Linked DNA regions of Gossypium hirsutum: region 2 is linked to region 1. The links are chromatin contacts, called in public Hi-C maps. All regions are on one chromosome and are shown on one strand. The core of a region is the stretch at or near the end of the contact, and the rest is flanking DNA. Distances in the headings are between cores, read along the strand shown.

Evidence for each region. Hi-C and Micro-C count contacts between places; a contact is called where the count stands out from the background.
Region 2: a contact with region 1 is called in a Hi-C map of leaf, with 2.3 times the contacts expected there. The contact joins the promoter of LOC107890468 here to the promoter of LOC107895064 in region 1. A contact is called at or near these places in 2 of 34 Hi-C or Micro-C datasets (both in leaf).

What each region holds. Positions count from the first base shown.
Region 1 is chrA13:81,638,098-81,644,085 of Gossypium_hirsutum_v2.1, forward strand. It overlaps LOC107895064, which reads right to left and starts at 2,202. Exons shown (of 2, transcript XM_016820273.2): 1 at 907-2,202. The coding sequence starts at 1,851.
Region 2 is chrA13:82,185,972-82,191,959 of Gossypium_hirsutum_v2.1, forward strand. It overlaps LOC107890468, which reads left to right and starts at 2,817. Exons shown (of 12, transcript XM_041084708.1): 1 at 2,817-3,361; 2 at 4,179-4,238; 3 at 4,306-4,484; 4 at 4,950-5,085; 5 at 5,718-5,813. The coding sequence starts at 3,215. It overlaps LOC107890461 (pentatricopeptide repeat-containing protein At3g61360), which reads left to right. Exons shown (of 3, transcript XM_016814900.2): 3 at 1-562.

The sequences.
Region 1 (5,988 bases), core at 952-3,451:
TTTAGAGGTTAACCTTGCCATGAGGACCAACTAACACTAGCCATCCTCGGTCCCTGTCTCTTCTCAAACTCTGTCCCAATATTTTATTTGGGAAGTATGGTTTTACAGGCAAATCTTGCAGTGGACCAATCATCAACTGTATCGACTGAACCAAAATTTTCCTGATCTGCTACAAGTACTTGACTATCCAATGTACCTTATATATTAATTACATGTACTTTCACCATGATAATGTGTGGGCTATGATTCAGCTATCAGCTAAATAGTCTTAAATCCAATTTAATGGTGAGAAAGTTTGATGTTTGAATCTTGATTTGGTTTTTCCATTATATATGTGTTTTCCCTTCAGCTTATCCTTGTACTTTGTATTGGTTAAAAGTGTTGTTAGTGAAAGACGGAACAGAACAGTGGAGGAGGAAAGGGAAACAAAAGAAGAATCAGTCCTCCCCAAGAACATTTCTTTTAGGAAGTTACTTATAGCGAACCAAGTGGAGCCACGGGTAAAAAGGAGGAAAAAATTCAGAGATTTGACAAGGAACTAATGATCAATCAAACACGAGGTTCACTCAGGAAAGCTCCTAATAATCAAATATTTCCAGAGCAAGAAATTCGTAAAGATGCAGAGTAAAAACTCAGACAAATCAATCAAACAAAGGATCTCAACTAGTCATTGAGAAGCTTGAAGAGATGACGCAACAAAAATGGAAAGGATCATAAATAGTCTTGTATAAAAGGGAATGAAATTCAATTTCAACGTGAACCCTAGAGCAAAAATGGATCTAAATTATGCAGCAGCAGGGACAACCGACAACTTACGTGATCTGATTACATAATAAATCTGAGACAAGTGATAATTCAATTTTCAAATATTGACAACAATAATAGAAAAAATAAGCAGCAACTAACCTTATCATCCATGGTAACCTTCAGCTGCAAGTTACTGCTCTTCCGCTTCATCTTATACAGTCTACGTCCCAATATAACAAAACCCATCACAGCCGCCGCTACAGAGAAGGACCAAACAGGGCTAACCCTTAAAACACAGTATCTCAAGAGCTCAAAAGGAACTTTCCACCATACTACCTTCTTCTTCTCCTCCTCATTAACTGATTTCGCACTTAACTTCATTTCATCAATGGTAGAACCTTCATTACCAGCCGTAGTACCGTGTCCTACTCCCAAATCCAAAGTTGAGCTATTCCTATTATCAAGCTCGCCTGAATTCTCCATCTCCGCTCCCTTTTCCATACAATCACCAAAATCAATGCTAGCCTCTTTTTCAACATCCTTAAACTTCATTGAAACCAAACCATCTCCGCCAGCATCAGGCCACAACTCGCCCAAATCCTTATTCTGATCTTGAATATCGCCAAACCCACCAAAATCTAATTCCTTTATCCTATCCAATTCAGTAAATTCGGCACCATCAGGCTTAAATGTACCCAATCCGTCAGCCCTAGCTTCCGGTTTACCAATCCCTTGTAAACAAACCTCATTCTCAGCGGACTCCAAGTCTTTTTTCACAGAGAAATCACTTAATTTACGATCATCTGACCGATCACTACCCGAATCGGACCAAAAATCACCCGAATTATTCCTCCTAAACTGAGTCTCCGGCTTGGGATCAATCCAACTCGGATTATCTGACTCAATAGAGCCTTCTTCACTTGCATCCCCTTCCTTCGCATACATACTCTGATTATCAAGAGAAAAGTAATCAGACCTTATCATCCCTCCAGTATCACCTTCGATTCCCTCAAGATTCCTCAACTGCGGCGAGTTAACCAGGATAGAATTAGAGTCAGAATCCGAGTTGTGGAGCACCTCCCAATCTAGTAAGTCTCCTTCCATGGCTGGGAATTGATTGATGTTTTATTTTTATTTTTTTTTCTAGTTAAAGAGCGAACAAAACCAAAAACGAAGTACTCCACAAACCCTAATCCCCAAATTGAATCCGAATTATATGACTTAGGAGAGAAAGGAATAAAACTGCAAAGACCAAAGAGGATAAGGCGGGTAGGCGCTTTGAGTGTTGAACAGAGGGAGACAGTTGAAGTTGTGAGTGATGACGTGGCAAAATCATTTGGTTGGTCAAAACAGAGATGGTTGACTATGTACATTGATCACCATTAGAATATTGCCACGTCAAAATACTGGGTGGAGGTGGAAACAGAGAAATAGTTTTGATATGATTTCTTATTTCTGATATCGAGAGAAGACAAATGAGGAATAAAAGAGGACAAGTGTCAACGTGAAGAGTACACGTATCAAGGAATGGAGTACCCATTAATTATAATTTACTTATATGGGATGATTAACAAAACCTAAACCTTTCTGCCCAAGAGATCACTATATATACGAATTGGCAGAAAACAATACTTGGATACAGTGAATTTCATCAGTTTTTTTCTTTTAGGAGGCGGGGCAGATCTTATTCTAAATACTAGTCGAGTTAGGTTGGTGTCGAATTTAGGGAAAATCCGTTCCACCAAAACGATTATTATAAATATTTATGATATAAATTTTATATTAATATTTACTCTAATATATTTATACTTAAAAAAATTAACGCTATCATTAAAATTAAAAGTTATTTTTATTTTAATATAAATATAAAAAAATATATTCAAGTCAAAATCAAATGTAACTTTAATTTTTCAAATCAACTTGAAAGGAGTAAATAAATAATTAATTTGGGATCAAATAAACGTCAACTTATTTAGAGATATATCAAGTTGAGTGAGCAAAAATCACCCACTTACTATACTTACATATGAGTTAATTTGTTAAATTAAGTTAAAGATATTTTATTCAAGTTGATTGAGTCTTAGTTCAATTTAGGATGAAATTTATTGTCAATGTAAGAAGACGAAAATTCAAGTATATTGGAATACGTTATCTTCCCATTTATAAATTAGAGAGAAATTTTTACTATTTCTACACATTTTTTAATAGCTGTTATTAAATTTGAGAAGGTTAAATAAATTTTTCATGATATATCATTTTTCCTTTTTAGTCAAATCCACTAACTTCCTAAAATTGGCAAGAAATACATTTAGCATAAAGTTTCATAAAAAATATATATATAAATCTTCTAAAATTCATTTATTAAATTATTGTTTGATAAATTAAAAAATAAGTGTTAGATTTAGGTTATAAAATATATTTGATATTTTTTTAAAAATAAGTAGACAATATAATTAGATTATTTGACAAATGTAATTTTTAAAATTTTAAAGGTAAAATATTTAAAGGATAAATTTAAAAGAATTGAAAAATATTATATTAAATGATAAATGGCTCAGTATCTAATTATCATTTTCTATACTTTTTCATTGAAAAATTTCTTTCATTTTCTTTTTATTATGGGTTATCAAAGGTGCTTAAAAAATTAAATCACTAGAAATATTGCCGCCTTGTTCTTCAGCTAGTTACCCACCAACTGACAAGAGACATTTGAAGTAATTGAGTTGGTTTGAAATGGAAACATATTTTCATAAAAGGTGACATGACAAGAGATGTATATTTTACTCGAATGATAATGATACCTATTCCCTTCATGAACTAGTGAGTGACCAAGAAATGTGTAGGGTGTGGATCAAAACTGTGGTTTATTAACATGATAAGGCCGAAGAATAGGAAAACACAAACAACCAAAAACTCGAAGAAAAGAATAGTTCGGTTTTATTTAAAACAATTTTTCATAGGGAGAGATGACTTCTAAAGGAAGGGAAGGTAACTTGTTTATCATATACATAACACTGCTGAAAGTTTCATACTATTATGCCAATGGCATGGAGGCATATGCAAGCATAGAGAGTCCAAAAGTAGCAATCTATCGATGCTTCCGTTCAACCAGTCCATTTTGCTCAAAGGTATAAGGACACGTAAGTCGAAGGACGATCCCCTATTGTGATAGATATAGTTTCAATGCTTGAAACTCACTTTTCCTCTCTATTTAAAGAACTTTTAGCTTGCACCCAAATACCCTTTCAGGTTGTATAACCTTCTAAACCCGGCCTAGACGTTATAACTAAATTCTGAATATTACATTGACAACCAAAATGGCCTAATAAAACCATTAGATTTCAAAACACGTTTTTAAAACCATTTGCTTATCTTTCTATATAGAATTGTGTGAATCTCTTAGTTTTACAAAAATGTACGAGTTTCAAACATAAAACAATTAATTTAAATATATATACTTTGCAAAGGTTGATTATTTTTGAAATTTTAGTTGATTTCCAACTTATTTACTTTTCAAAACTCATTTTCCATATTGTAGCGAAAAAAGTGATATTTGACAGATTTTAATTAAAAACCAAGTTGTTTGTATAATTAAATCAATTTCAAAGTTTAGACCGTTTAAAACTTAAATGTCATGCATGCCAAAATAAACTCAAATTAAAGTCTCATGCCATAGTCAATCCTAAATAACAAAAAGTATAAATATTAAGTTTAAAAATACATTTATTAAAAATTATCTGAGATACTCCTTCGATTGTTGAGTCTGAATCCTAACCTCACTGGTTATCTGAAAAGATAGTAAACTAAGGAATGAGCTTAAGAAGCTTAGTGTGAATCATAACTCAAGTAATTAGAATGGTATATAAATATATATTATACAAAATATCATAATAGTACAAAATCAAAATTTTCAAAATACATGTATATGATCATGTATGACCATGCATTTTTGAATTATAGAAAAAAATCCTACCCAACACGGCTACACACCACAATAGGAGTTCTTCAGAACTCATCCATCCATACACATCACGTTGTGGACAAGCCACAAATATTTGCAGATAAACTGCCAGAAATATGTGGACAAGCCACTAGTAGTGCAGATAGCTACAAGAAATATGTGGATAAACCATTAGATATGCAGATAAACAGACAGAACTTCCTCTTTTCATAATCGACCCAACCTCAATGCAATGCAATATGGCATACAGTGTCAATAGCATATTCAGTACAGTAAGCATGTTTTTAACATGCAATCAGATTTAACAGAAACAGAGGACATTATTTATCATGCTTCAGTATATCAGTATTTGTGAGCATTTTTATCATGCTATCAATAATAACAGTAACAATAGACATGTATTAGCATGTAATCGGATTTTCAAAATCAATATACATGTTTTAGCATCACAACACATGCGAAACAACACAAAACATATAATTGCAATATACACAATTTTGACCAAAACAGTAAACTTTAGTTAGGGACACTTACTTATGGCCAACCCTAACAAAAGGTATAGATCTCGTTCCATTATCACTCCAAATGCATTCATGCCATCGATTGGTTACAATTAATATATATAGTCACTCAAATATCATCAAACACACATGTATACTTAGTTAAGATAGACTCCTTTATTAAACGTTTGGATCGTACTAGATCTAAAACGCAACTCTCTCTCGTTACAGATCTGAACCTGTAACATCCCCATTTTTTTTTAAAAAAAAAAGAGAAGAAGAATACTTATGGTAGAAGTCCTTGAATAAGTGATCTATAAATAAATAGTAGTATAAGAAATTGTTGTCATTTTTAGAGAAAACCGTCAGACATGAAAATACAGAGGATTATTAGTAGAAGTATGTGGTAGTATCAAGTTTAGGGATTAAATTGAATAAGTTAGAAAAGTATAGAGACTAAAGTGCAATTATCCTATTTTTATTTTGATGGAAAGGATTTAATGACAATTTTTTATTAATTAAAAAAATCAAAAGTTTCATGATGACTTTAAATGATATTTTCATTAAATAATTATTATTTAACATTTTATTTAAAATAATAGTAATTTATTAAATATTATAATATATATAAAAAGAGGGAATGATAAGTTCTTTCTCATCTTTCTCATGAAAGATTGGAAAAAAAGAAAACCCATTTCATATGGTTTTTCTTCAATTTTTTTTATAGATTTTAAATCTTTGAAGCTTGCTTTACATATATGCCAATAATTTTTTATTTTA
Region 2 (5,988 bases), core at 1,567-4,066, 550 kb after region 1:
TTTATGATTAGGGAGATTCCTTTAGAGACAATTGTCAGGAATCTGTGTGTATTCTGGGGTGAGGGGAAGTGGACCCTTAGCTTGGTTAAAAGACCAATGAATAAATCAAACTGGAGGTTTGAGCCCATGATATATGACTTTAGATCACTTGCAGGAAGGATGCCAGGATTGGGGTTTAGTGAATGACAATGTTAAACGCAGAGAAGGCTTAACAACCTGGCAAGGATGATAACTTTGAATGACAAGTATCGAGTTTAAAATGGCTCTTTCTTTTACTTTTGCTTATGCTTATAAGTTGATCTGCTGTTTAGTTTCTTGTTTTCAGAGTGTGACCCAGTGAAAAAGAGTTATTGAAATTTAAAAGAAGAATTCCTATCATATGTTACTAGTTTCAAAATAATTATCATTCCCTTATCTGTTTTCCTTTCCTGCACACATTTTCACCTCATCTGCTTTAATCATGATCAACACTGAGTTCCTTTGGCCATTTGCCGTATCTAAGGATAAATTTTGTTATTGGAGGACATAAATGCAGTTCAGTTGAGTGGTGAAGTTCTTTTCACTCGAGTTCTCTTTGTTATTTTCTGTTTTTGCCCGTCTGCAAAATCACTGTAATCCTGAGTTCCATCCTCACCATTTTGGTGTTTCCTCCTACAGAGGCAAAATTTGTAGAATTGATGCTGTTTGTTTTTTTCCTTATTTGCTGATGTTTCTGTTGCTAATTTCCTATGATTTTGGAATAGGAAAGCTAACAAAATTGTTATATTAGTTGATGCTGGTTATGGAGTCAAGGCTTTTGTCATAAAATGGCTGGTGCTGACATTTCTATAGAAAATGTCAAATGCTATAAAAAATTTTTAGGATATTAATGTACCATTGCAAGAGATTTGGTTCCCAAGGATTTGTCATAGGATTAGATTTTGAGGAGTATGCAACGATGCGAATCCTGCTGTTGGAAGGACTTTTGGAGGTATTTGTTGAATGGGTGGTAGTTTATTTTATTTGAAAGACGTTTTGGTGTATAAGAATTAAGATAAATTTGCTATTGTGGATGGAAATTTGATTAAGCTATTAACTGCACTTATTTTTAATATTCAATACCTTTATTATAACCTTTAACCATATCTTAGATACGTGTATGATTGGAGGGTTTCTTTAGGGATGACAATGCATCAAATATAAATAGTACTGTCCATTAAATACCTGCAATTATTAAGTAATAAAAAATAAAAAATTTATATTCGAATTTGTAAATTTGTTTTAAGATTTGAATCCATTTTTTTCGCATTAAATCTAAATTGTATTGTACATGAAATATCTGCAATTATTAAGTAAAAAAGTAAAAAAAATTAAAAAGTATTTCAGATATTCAAATTCGAACAAATAAAGAGGATTTATATATCCATTATCTAAATTTGTATTTGTTATCTGCAAAAAAAAAAAAAAAACAAAAAACAAAATAGATTTACATAATGGATATCCAAAGGTTAATATTCATATTTTCTTTGAATCCCTTATTACTAATAATTTGAATATCTAAATCTAAATATTATCCAAATTTATAAATATATGAATTTGTACTATTTATTTCCATCCCCATGTTTTCCTTGAATTACTGTATATTGAATTGGTTAAATGCTCAAATTTAATATTAAGGTTTTCAAATAAGTACTTTTTTTTAAACAATGTTTTGTGAAAAAAATGAAATGATTAATAAAGCCTTTAGGGAGGGTAATAATGACACCCTTAATACACTTACTCCTAACATGTTTGAATTAGTTCTTTAGTACACCAAGACTTTTAGTGGCCCATGGAAATGAAACTTTATGTTGGAATCTAAATCCTATAAATAGTTTCACTATGGCTAGTGCTAACACTTCTATTGTGAATAGAAGGAATCCTAGTGTTGAAAACCACTTTAACTCTTTACCCTAGTGAAAGCTTATTGGGAAATCTAAAGTCTTTCCTAAAATACGAATCTTTCTTTGGAAATGTTTCCTTTAAATTGTCCCAACCAGAGCATTCTTTGGTAGTAGGGGAATAAATATAGAGGACAAGAGTTCATTATGCCTAACACACTAGAAACACTTAGCCACTTACTAAGAGACTATGCAGTTATAAAACAATGATAGAATTGAATTTGGCCAAGGGAGACTAACTAAAGCGTAAATAATATTATGCTTCACGAATGATTAGAGAAAAATGACAAGAATTGGCATCATCTCTATAGAATTTCTTAGAAAGTGATTTTTGCTTCTATGTTATGATAAATTTAATTGTCTCAAAATGTCGTCATTTTTCATGAAAGAGTCGAGACAAATCAAGTAGCTCCATAACTCTTTCTAAAGTTGTAGAATTTCATGCTCTATCTACACCTCTTCATAGATATAAACTACTTACAATAATAGATATCAAATAATAACCATCCCTCTCAAGATGATTTAAACTAAACACAGATAGTTTTGTTCTTGCTAATCTTGGAAAGGCAAAAACACATATGATCATTGGAGATAATATAATAAATTAGGTTATTAGAGTTTATAGTTATATCTCACATGTTATGAGTGTTCAAGCGGAGTTTTAAACTTTTAAAAGTAGTCTAATGCTTGTTAGGGACAAGAAGATAGCTAATATTATTGTAGAGCTTGATGGTTCGGTTGTTATTAGTTTGATTTGTAACAAAAATTTGATGAATCCCTTTTTGTATACCCTTAAGTAGCCTAGTTAATATCCTCTAATCGTGGACTTTTCACTTTTGTTGTCGACAGCCACCGAACTATTTATTACCCATTATGCGTGCCGAGTCCATCAGAGTTATGTTTAATTAATCTATCAATGTTCTTTATGACAATAAAAAAAGCGAAGAAAATCCTGAGCCTGAGGGGTTGGTTTACTGTTAAGTTTTAACCGACAAATCTTACCATAGCTGACGAGCATCCCGCATACCTGCCCAAGTCGTAACATAGTCTACTGTGTCTAACAAAAATAAAGGGAAAAAAGAAGAAAAAAAAAGCGTATCTGAACGCTTGTTTATGTCTTGACTCTGTGGTGATCTTGTTAGGCTCAGGCTTTACTGCACTGATCCGCCGGATCTCGTGGCCGAGTCTCTTTCTCTCTCCATCGTCCCACCGAAAACCTTTATTATCCAGTTGTAGATCAAACATTCAACGCCAAAGGGTTTCTTAAGTGAATCCGAGCAAGAAAGAAAGAGTAGATGAAAGGGCACGAGAAATTGACTCTGCTTCTATGCCTAATATGGACTGCAACCATCCTTTACGGCGAGATGTTCTCCTTTTACATGCCCTTTCTCTTCTCTTGCTCTTGGCCTCACCTTTCCTCATCCTCTTCTTCCGATTCCACTGTAATTTTCTTGTCGTCTCTTTTCACTAATTTGATCTTCATTTTTCTTTTTGTTTTATTGATATTTGAATTGATCTCATTTCCATTACTATTATTAACATGTTCCAAGCTGAGAATATGTTGATTTTAGAAGATGCAATTATAAAAGCAAATTTACTTTTGAAAGGGTTGAAATATGCAGAAATTTGAGTTCTATTTAGCCACAACAACAACAAAAAAAGACTGAAAGCAATCAGTGGTGGGGTTTAGTATCTTTTTAATAAAATTTACGTTTTAACTTTCAGCATTGGGATATTTTTGGTATTAACAATTGTGCTGTCGATTCCTGAGGCTTTTTGCTTTCAGAAGATATGTTGAAACCCAAACTTCAATGATTCAAAGCTAATTCCCTATATTTGATTAAATTTTAATTACCCTAAAAGATTACTTATTTATGTGTGAAATGCTCTACTCATTTTTATCTTTCCGAATGAAAGAAAGTAGCAAAAGCATCAAATTAACATTTGTTATCAGATCATTTTTCTTTTGGTTATTTACTTAGATAAACTGGAATGATGCTTATTTAGTGCTAATCTGTTACACCTAGTACAAAGGAATCTAGTGTTTGAACTATACTCATTATACATTTCAGGAATTCTTGGCACCTGTTTAAGTTCCTTAAAACTATAGTGTGCTCAATTAATGATTCTCTGGGTGTGATTATGGATGATAACACTGTATAACTCAAATAGAACACATTGATGCAGTTTATTGCGCATTTTATCATGCTCATGAGCGAATCAACAGAGGAACTAACAGTTTTTGTTTTGCAAGTTTAGATGAATGGAAAAGGTTATGCGGCTGATTATGTCAAAGTGGCTGTTATTGCTGATCCACAGGTACTCTTGTCCTCGTCCTGTTATTCATCCTTGTTGCATTCTAACATATATTTGTTGTCTTTAACAGATCATGGACAAAACCTCCCTTCGCCTGCCGTCTAAATCACTTGCTTTGGAGTTTGTACAATTCTATACAGATTTGTTCATGCGCAGAGCCTTTTTCTCATCCATCCTTCCTTTCAAACCAGAAGTGATTTTGTTTTTGGGTGATTATTTTGATGGAGGTCCTTATTTATCAGATGATGAGTAAGGCTTGTAACTATCTGTTTTTACTTAAAACTTCATTTTAGCTACTTTGTTTGAAGTTAAATCATCCATGGAAGTATGCCTTTTCTGGATCTGGCAAGCTTTTCCAGATGAAATTACGTAACATCTTTATTTCAAAATGAAATTCAAGGCATTAAACACATTCTGGTAAATAAAAAATTTTAAGTGTAACATCATGTTGTCTCACATGGATGCTTTACAATAAAATTTTCTTCTTCTTTTTTCCCCCAAATTTCTGTTTGGGAGTTTGAATATTTCCACCATGCTTATGCTTTTATATGCATAGTATGAGGCATTACTAGTACTACTACTAACACCATCAAGATCACCTCTTCGTATCTTTGCTTCACTATTTTCTTTGTCTAATGAGGAACAGGTTTTGCTTTGAAACTCTTCAGTTACCTTTCTAATTTAGAGTGCCCTTGACATTGTTTAGTTGATCAGATGGCAGGAATCGTTAAGCCGTCTGAAGCATATGTTTGGTCTAAATACAGAAGAAATACATTCCACTGTTAAAGTTTACCACCTTCCTGGAAACCATGATATTGGTTATGCAACTCTTCAGTCTCATAAACCAGAGGTATTTACTCGTGTTAATATTAAAAATGAGGTTTACGTTTTTAGAACTAAGCATGATTTAGTTTCAGTACTTTTATTTGCATTATGTGCATGGAATGACTGTGATATGGAAAAGAAAGAATTGAAGCAAGAAAAAGATTAAAACTAAAGGAGGGCCAAAATGATAAATTTCTGAGTAATTTTGGCAGCATTCATTTAAGTTAAAGGAATGGCTCAGAGGGTCCAAATATGATTGATGTTAAATGTATCTAGCTTACTGCTGTGATAGAATATGATAAAGAGAGAATTGGAGTGTGGAAGTGACTGAAAATGAATGGAGATCTTAGGTCAGGCTAAGTTAAGTGTTACATTTAATAGGAAGTGTACGTCTAATAGAGAGTTAAATTGTTATAGATGTGACCTTTACACTTTTCACTTTGAAATTTTCTGAATATGCAGTTCTAATTTGCTTCAAGTTGTTGGGTTAAGGGATTTCTTGGGTTCAGTTGAGTAAAATTCATTGTCTGTGACTCTTTATGTTATTCATGAAAATTATATGTTGCTTTTTTGACAAATATGGTTGCTCCACTGTCTTATGCTTTTGGTCCTTTTTTCTTCAGAAATAGATTAGCTTATAGTTTTACATCCATGTAGGTGGTTAGACGGTATGAAAAAGAATTTGGGAGCAGAAATTATCAATTCATGGTTGGAAAAGTGGAGTTTGTAGCTATTGATGCTCAAACTGTGGATGGTAAACAAGAAGGCATCTGATTCTTGCCTATCTATTGTAATTTTTTGTGCTAGGGATCTGATAGCATAAAACTTGAATTTCTTTGATCTTCTCCTCATTTTTCACTTTCTCCTTTTTTCCCTAACATATAACTATACGAATGCCTGTAATTCTACTAGGAAGTTGTTTTATCTT